Regions from separate parts of the Mus musculus genome. Here all the other regions are linked to region 2. A link is a contact called in public HiChIP or PLAC-seq and promoter capture Hi-C data. All regions are on one chromosome and are shown on one strand. The core of a region is the stretch at or near the end of the contact, and the rest is flanking DNA. Distances in the headings are between cores, read along the strand shown.

Region 1 (2,722 bases), core at 201-2,700, 450 kb after region 2:
CTGTGTTTACTGAGCAGTTTGATCCCCAAGCTAAAATAATAGCTAGATTAGCCAATCTCTTTAAGTTTCTTTGGTTGTTTACACATTTGTGCCTTATTTTTATTTATCATCTTTCTCTGCTCTCATGCAATGGAGAGGACTGACTGACCTTCCTTCCTTCCTTCCTTCCGTCCTTCCTTCCTGGAGATGGTTTCCCTTTTTTTTTTTTTTTTTTTTTTTTTTTTTTTTTGAGACAAGGTTTGTCTGTGTAGCCCTGGCTGTCCTGGAACTCACTCTGTAGACCAGGCTGGCCTCGAACTCAGAAATTCACCTGCCTCTGCCTCCCAAGTGCTGGGACTAAAGGCATGCGCCACCACACCCGGCCCCTGGAGATGGTTTCTAATAATGTCTTTTAAGGTTTTACTTTCATAGATGGAACTTTAAACATCTGAGTTCTATTTTGCATAGGTCGTAAGCTATAGGAGGATTTTGATTTAGTGTACATCACAAGGCGTCTCTGTGCTTTCTTGCATTAGCTTGTAACACTTTCTTAGTCTGCATTAGCTTGTAACACTTTCTTAGTCATGTTGAACATGACCGCAACTCTTAGGACCCACGTGGGCAGTGCTCTCCCTGTCCATGGTCTGTTCTCACTGTCTCAGAGCCACACTGCCGTGAGCAGTCCTCAGCTCTGGTGAGCTAAGTCCCCTCACCTGCTTCTCCCAGGGTCCTTAACTGTTCTGGCTTTGTTTCTCTTAAGTTGACAGATGCCACCAAAAGACACTTTGAAAATTTGATAGGGATTACATGTAATTGGTAGATTAATTGGAGGTAAGGATTATCTCATTGAATCTGCCTGTTTCAACAGGATCTCCACTTAGGTTGTTTTTTTATGATATGGTTTGTTTCTGTAAAGACCTTCAATAGCTTCAAAAATTAGAATTTGATTACCAAAGGTTACAATAGCTGACAGAGCACTCCTGTGTTGTATAGTTTCTGTTGGTAAAGGAAATGCCATTTCTGTATGTATGTGTGTTTGTGTGTTGTGTGGTGTGTATGTACATATGTGTGTATGTATAGTTACTGATTCCTTTTTTACTCCTGTTTTTCTCAAATAAGCAAAGTTTTTCTTTACATTATGAATTTACTATGTTACAGATAATACATTAAACAAAATGTATTTCATTTAATGATCTGGGTCTACAAATTATGGTATTTGTATTCCTAATATGTATACTTTTGCTAACATATTTTACTTATATTCAAAGAAGTAGATTTTTTTTACTTCACTCTTTGTTTTAAATATCTTTTCTTAAATTTTACTAATTTCTGCTCATATCGCTTCCTGACATAATTCTCTAAGCAAACAGAATATTATTAAAGTTGTATGTGAGAGCCAAGAGTCTCTGTGTTGCTGACTGCCCACAGTCTTTCTCATGAGAGTGGTCATGTGATATGGTTGAGTCATCTGAGCGTCTGTCCCTACCCACATACCCATATTTGGAAACTGAGCACGGCCCTTCTGCTTGGTCCCTGATGTTCCCTTCTGTTTTTGTTTAGGCAGGAGGCATTTCAGCCGGGCTTCTTGTAATCGCCTTACATCGGGGCATAAGCAGAGTCAGCCTAAAGGACCTAGAACCGTGGGGTTGGTCCTGCTATCGTGGATGAGAGTTAATTAAAAATTAAAGCTTAATTAAAAATCATTACTGCTGGGAAAAATCAAGAAGGGAGATTTTGTGTAGGATAATACATTTATAAAATTACTCTGCCCCCCCCCACACACATACACACACTGTTGATTTCTCAGGGCATGTGCAACAGTGAACTGGCATTTCTAACAAGTATGGGTGGCATCTCATACAAATAACTATACTGGCCACTGCTCCAGGATCCAGGGACTGAGCCCGACTGCAAGTTCTGCCTAGGCTTGTTTGGGTAACTGTGATGACTCCTTCCTGAAGTTCACCTTTGAAGGAACTCTGCCTTGCATGGGTGGTGGCATTGAGTAGACTCACTTGGTAGATGAGAGGGTAGTACCGAGCTGCCATTTCTGTCAGTCATCGGCCAAGTGGTAACGCAGGATTCTTTTAGATGAAGGATGGTTTGTAGCCCTGTGCTCTATCTGAATCTCCTCTTGCTCTGTAGAGTGAATTTCACATGTATTCAGCCATCATTTTCAAAGGCCTCCCATACAGATGTTAACTTCCAGGGAGGAAGGAAAAAACAATTTCCTTATATGTTTGATTGAGTTGTGTTGGTAGGCTCCACCTAAAGCCATTGTTTGCATTGCCTGCAGGTGCAGTAAATCATTGCTTTTGCACTGCAAGCTTCTCCCAGGGCTGCCTAGTTGCTCTGGGTTTATGGGGAGGCAACAAGGGAAATTCAGTTTTAGTTAGTTTACTTTTTGTGGTGTTGAGAATTATACCATGATCTTCATGCAAGTGCTCTGTCACTGAGCTAATGTCAAGGGGTGTTTAACCAAGAGTCCAGCTTGCAAATAGTGTACAGCAATCTCATCTGCCTGCAATCAGTTCATATTTTTTTCTACAGAGGTTAAAGTAACTAAAAAAAAATGGAAGAGACTTTTTTAAAAAAAGATTTATTTGTTTATTTTATGTATGTGAGAACTGTAGCTGTTGTTGTTGTTATGGTTTGGTGTTTTTGTCTTGTTTTGCTGGTCTCACGGTTGAACAGTTAAAAGGACAGAGCATTGACTCAGAGTGTGATAAGATAGTTAAACTAT
Region 2 (2,700 bases), core at 58-2,557:
AGGAGACATAATCCAGGTGTGGGTACGGACACTCAGAGCTGCTGCTTCCTTATGCATAATGCAGTACAGATGACATTACTCACTGGAAAGTGAGCTACATGGCACTCAAGAAATGTTCCTTCTCACAAGTTCTAGGTGGCAGCTTTGACCTTTCTTGTTTTGTTCCTTTTATGCACACATTTTGAAGTCTTTTGGTTTAGAGGGAAAGAACTATAGCATAGTTACTGCAGTCTCCTGTCAGGAAGCCTGGTTGTGACATGGCTACCTGGGTTGGTCTGTTGTAGGCTGTAATTGCCTTTTAGTTGATTCTAGTCCTACTTTAGGGCAAGTATCTATGGGCATTTCCGTCTTTTTATGACTGGTTGCTTTTGGCTTTGTTTTATCAAGGTTGGACTAAAAAATAAAGTCATCATAACTTCATAATGCGAAAAGAACATACAGAATTTATTGTATACCTAAAGATAGGAGTAGTAGATTTCTGTAATTTCTGCTGATTAGAGCTGGCTTGGTGGTTGTTTTGTTTTGAGGTGACTTGCTCAGGCACTGTTTGGCCTGGAATGTGCTAGAATCACGGTGGCGCCATACCAAGTTGGTGTTTTGAGTTTCCTTTTGTAGATGACCTAAGCAATTTACTCCTTCATGTTTGAAGTGAGGGGTTTGGGTTAGGAGAAATAAGAAGGCCATCATTAGATCATGTTGTGTGCTCTTGTTGCTTACATGACTGCAGAAAAGCCTAAGTCTAGTAGCACTTAAAAATGCTTCGTATGACTTAAATTATACTGCTAAGGTGAGAACAGTTTTGAATATACAAAGAATAGTTCAGATATTTTTCTTCTGAGGCTCCTTGCTCCAAAATTATTGTGTGAAAAGGGCAAGGCAAACTGCCATTTGGAACCTATACCAATGTTCCTATGACTGACAGCCAGACAGAAGGCCAGGGGTAGGTTAGGCACATGGAGAAGTTGACAGCCTTCTCTGGTGATGTGGCAGGTACGTACCGTGGACGCTTTCTGTTCAGGAGAGCCAGCCTTTAGCCTACCTAAGTGCATGCCCTCAACAGTGCTGACTGTCTCTCAGAAGACTGGACGCAGTGAACCCTGGTCTGTCGCTACGGTCGGGACAGAAGCGCTCGCTCGGCTCAGTTGTCTGTTCTATGGAAGTCATGTTTCTGGCACTTCTCTTCCCCAGATTGGCAGATGACTTTGATTTCTCTTTTGCAGAGAAATTCTTCTCCTCGTCCCAGGGCTGCAGCCTGACTGTTCCTCTTTCAGAGCCTTTCTTAATCTTGTTTTCCTTCATGTTGTCAGTGCTTAGTTTCACTTCTCTCCTTGTGTCTATCTCTTCCTCCTGTAGTTTCTATGTCTCCTCTAGGGTACTTGCTAACGCCATTTGCCAGCATCGTGAGTGACTTGCTGACACTTCTCTGCATTCAGTAGTGCAGTCACAGAAAGGCTGGACGGATATGCCCAGTCTGCTGCCTCGGAGCTACGGAAGGGCTTAATTATTAGAGAGCTTTAAGACTGAGACTGAGTCTGACTGCCTCCTGCCTTAGACTGTGTTTGTTCTTACAGATGGGCTTTGTAAGTTTCAGCCTGGTCCACTTTGCTCCTTGGGTTTGCATTATACTGAGCAAGACCTAATAAGAGTGGCTTCTCAGGGTTGTCATTTCAAAATCTTTACCTAAAGGCTTCTGAGTCCTGAGGTGTCCTCTCGTGTGATCACCATCAGTATGAGGGGCTCCGGGTGCCACTGAAGCGCCAGGCTGGGTCTTGTGAACTGTGTGTGGGGTGCGTGCTCGTGGGTTGCTTCTCTTACCTTGTTCTAAATAGATCACTTTCTTCTCTTTTGCAGAGTGAAGTAATTGGGAAATTACTCGTTAGAAGTTAACAGAAGGCGTTGTATTGTATTTTGCCAAATTAAAGCCTTATTTATGTTTTACCCTTTCTACTTTGTCAGACACTGGACAGTTTTGTCTTTTCTAATCCTTGTTAGACTACTGACTTAAAGAGAAACACTTTAAAAAGCCAACTCTGTAGACACCTTCAGAGTTTAGTTTTATAATAAAACTGTTTGAATAATTAGACCTTTACATTCCTAAAGATGAAGTAAATGTAAACTTTTACCTTATTTTGCTCAATTAAATTGTTCAGAAGATCAAAGTGGTATAGACAATGTGAAATTTAACATTTTAATACTGATGTTGTACACTGCTTTACTTAACATTTGGGAAGAAGCCGCCTCTGACATCAACTCAAGGAAACACTTTTTGTTGCTATTATAATCAGCAAATAAAGGGACACTTATTATTCAACATGACTCACTCTGATTGTCGTTGAGTTTCAACAAGTTTCACTAGCGCTTCAGACCGCTGTTTCTAATTGCAGCCACCAAACAAGACAAGTCTTGTTGCTTCTGTAACTTCCTGACTAGACCTTTGTGTCTTCTCTGGGTCAGGACTGTGCCAAGTCCCACAGCGTGGGTGATGGCAAGGTGCAGGCGTTTGAGTCCCATTCACCGCGGAGGAGAGCTCTGCTTTATTTTTGCTGCTATTACTACTGTTTCAAGTAACACCTGTTAAGTCTCCCTCTTCAGAGAGTGTGTTAGTACAGGTTACATGTGTTCTCTTGTCTGTTGGAAGCCGTGTGTCTGTGTGTGTGTCTGTGGTATTAAGAACACTGTCTTCTTTAGATGAAAAGTATC
Region 3 (2,700 bases), core at 87-2,586, 380 kb before region 2:
GAAGGAATGAAGAATGAAAGGTAAAGAAGAAAGTAGACCCAGGGACAGAGCTCAGCTGGAAGAGAAGATGTCTGTCGTGTACAAAGCCCTGGGCCAGATGCCAGCCATCTTATAAGACATGAGTGGTGACACACACCTGTAATCTCAGCACGTGAGAAGTGGAAGCGGAGGAACTGGAAACTCACATCCATCCTTGGCAGTGCGTCAAGCTCCCGGCCATCGGGAAGGCTGTGTGTAGACTCTGTATAGATACCATGTCATTACCAGGAACTCCAGTCTTCACCTAATTTGCTGCTTGCAGCAAGCCTCAGGCTAATGAGCTCTCTCACAGGTAGTGCCAACGATACTTAATGAAGTCACCTAAGAGCTGTGTTTTAGTATAGACCAGCATCTAATATATGCTCAGAGGGGGACACGATAGCCCTGCCCAAAAGGCATGTCCTGAGTCTACTCATGAGGAAACACAAGGCAAGCCCAAATTCAAAGACAGTCTACAAACGACTGACCTATCATCTGAAAAATGTCAGAGTAAGGAAGCAAAAAGAGAGTCTCCAGGATAAAACTGTTCCAGGATAAAAGAGCATAAATAGACTTGACAACAAAATGTTATGTGGTCTTGGAAATCCTAGACTCAGGAGGAAAAGCAAAAACAAAAACCAAGCAGATCGCTGGAGCCATCAAAGAAAGAAATAAGGACAATGGTTAATTCGGATTTCATTAACTGAACTGTGGCTGTGCAAAGGACACAGCTCCTAAAAGCTAGATGTCACGGTACACAACTATCTGTAACCCTAGCATTTAGGAGCTAGAGGCTGAAAGATGAAAGTTCAAGGTCAGCCTTGGCTACAAGTTCAAGTCCAGCCTGAGCTATAGGAGACCATATCCCATATCACAGAAAACAAAACAAAACAGAATCTGTCTTTTCTTGTGTTGGAAAATGCAACACTGAAGTGTTTATGGGTAAATGCCACCCTGTCTCTCCTAATGCTTGAGTGACTTGAGAAGTTGTGGGGTCTGTAGAAAGTATTTGGGCCACGGACACTTCCTGCTACAGAGTTCCCGTGATTATGGGTTAGCTATCACAAGAGGGGACAGCTATAACGTACCCTGTCCCAGCTTTGTTCCGTTTCTTGTTACAAAGAATCTGTTTGCATTTCTGCTTTTCTTTGTGAATTAAACCAGCACAGAGCCCAACTCTCTCTTGAACTTCCTAAGACTATGAACTAAAAGAAACCTTTTTTCTTTCTAAATGAATCACTGTCAGGTGCTCTGTTGTCACAATGGAAAATGAACTCAGTAACTGGGAAACTATGTGAGGGGCTGAACAGATGGCTCAGCAGCTAGGAATGCTGATAGCTCTTGCAAAAAGGAGCTGAATTTGGTTTCCAGTATCAGGCTGCTCACAACTGTAGCTCTAGTTCCAAAGCCCTCTGTCTTCTGTGGACATTTGCACAAACATTGTGCACATAAGACTCACACATAGCCAGGCAGTGGTGGCACACACTTATAATCCCAGCACTTGGGAGGCTGAGGTGAAAGGAAATAAAACTTGAGACCTGTTATTCATGTAATTTATGTCAAATAGCCCAAAGAGTTGTTTGTGAGCTTTGAAACCTGGGGCTGAGAACATAGCAGAACAGGCCAGGACATGTCAGGACTGGACCGGCGCCTCCCTATCTCCTGCCCTTCTGACCTATGTTTAAATGGACCAATCATGTGAAACCATGCCAATTCCTATCCCAGCCCCACCCCTTTTCTATAAAAACCCCTAGCTTCCAAGCCTCCTGGTCAAAACCACTGTCTCCTGCGTGAGATACTTTTAGAACCGGAGCTCCACCATTATGGCTCCACCATGTGGTAAACACCTCTGTCTCCTGCGGGAGATATGTGTCGGCCCGGAGCTCCATCATTAAACTACCTCATGCTTTTACATCAAGATGGTCGTCTGTTCCTGATTCTTGGGTGCGCACTGAACGGGAATTGAGTGGGGGTTTCCCCACTAGGTTCTTTCAGAGGCAAGCGGATTTCTGAGTTCGAGGCCAGCCTGGTCTACAGAGTGAGTTCCAGGAAAGTCAGGGCTATACAGAGAAAACCTGTCTTGAAAAACCAACCAACAACCAACCAAACAAACAAAAAAAACCCTCACACATAACCATAAATGAAAATAATAAATAAACATCGGACTGGGTAGAGGGTACAGTGCATGCCTTTAATTTAGGCAGAGGCAGGCAGATCTCTGTGTGAGTTTGGAGACAGCCAAGACTACACAATGAGATATTTATGTGGGAATCCTTTGTATGAGTCTTTCTTGCCATTTTTCTGAATGACAGAAATTATATAAATTAGAAGCGAAGCAGCCCATGGATGTGGTCAGAGGACAAGTACTCGGAATCTGTCCATTTGAAGGTGTATGCTTCTTGCTGGGGCCAGAGAAAGGGGCAGTAAGGCACTTTGATACCTGTGGGAAGGGACAGGTTGACACTCTCCAAAGCAGGCTTAGTGGCTGGAGCATTTGCTATGTCAGCCCAGGACCTGAGGCTAGGACTCAATTCTGGGCAGAGTCATCAAGCCCGAGAACAGAGGTCTTGCAGCTGTTTTGTGTCAGATGAGTCATAGGCTCCACGTAGCAAACAGCAAACAAATGTGTCCTAGGTAAATATGGGGACTGTATTAGGGTTTCTTGTCGTCCATAAAAGTAAC

Evidence for each region. HiChIP or PLAC-seq counts read pairs in DNA pulled down with a chosen protein or histone mark. Capture Hi-C pulls out chosen DNA fragments and counts their contacts.
Region 1: a promoter capture Hi-C map of adipose tissue shows a contact between it and region 2. The contact joins two enhancer-like sites. A contact is called at or near these places in 7 of 39 promoter capture datasets (3T3-L1-derived adipocytes, cranial neural crest, embryonic stem cells and 4 more), 8 of 484 Hi-C or Micro-C datasets (bone marrow-derived macrophages, brown adipocytes, cerebral cortex and 4 more), 2 of 115 datasets of contacts at active chromatin or transcription factors (embryonic stem cells and oligodendrocyte precursor cells) and 2 of 9 other capture datasets (adipose tissue and embryonic stem cells).
Region 3: a contact with region 2 is called in an H3K27ac HiChIP or PLAC-seq map of microglia, with 4 times the contacts expected there. The contact joins two enhancer-like sites.

The regions. Positions count from the first base shown.
Region 1 is chr14:48,188,066-48,190,787 of GRCm38.p6, forward strand. The region is part of intron 2 of Peli2 (pellino 2); the gene reads left to right. Among named protein-coding and RNA genes, the nearest start is that of Gm52144, 16 kb to the right of the region's middle. Within about 2 kb of position 1,451, at least 56 of the 459 cell types and tissues checked have an H3K27ac peak or open chromatin away from gene starts, as enhancers often do. A contact at or near this core is called in adipose tissue and bone marrow-derived macrophages, where this site is marked.
Region 2 is chr14:47,734,249-47,736,948 of GRCm38.p6, forward strand. Ktn1 (kinectin 1) reads left to right here. Exons shown (of 39, transcript NM_001347527.1): 38 at 1-16; 39 at 1,852-2,316. The coding sequence ends at 11. Among named protein-coding and RNA genes, the nearest start is that of 4930538L07Rik, 22 kb to the right of the region's middle. Within about 2 kb of position 1,308, at least 51 of the 459 cell types and tissues checked have an H3K27ac peak or open chromatin away from gene starts, as enhancers often do. A contact at or near this core is called in adipose tissue, bone marrow-derived macrophages and microglia, where this site is marked.
Region 3 is chr14:47,349,890-47,352,589 of GRCm38.p6, forward strand. Gm41147 (a long non-coding RNA gene) reads right to left here. Exons shown (of 3, transcript XR_874595.2): 2 at 137-241. Among named protein-coding and RNA genes, the nearest start is that of Gm41147, 4.4 kb to the right of the region's middle. Within about 2 kb of position 1,337, at least 70 of the 459 cell types and tissues checked have an H3K27ac peak or open chromatin away from gene starts, as enhancers often do. A contact at or near this core is called in microglia, where this site is marked.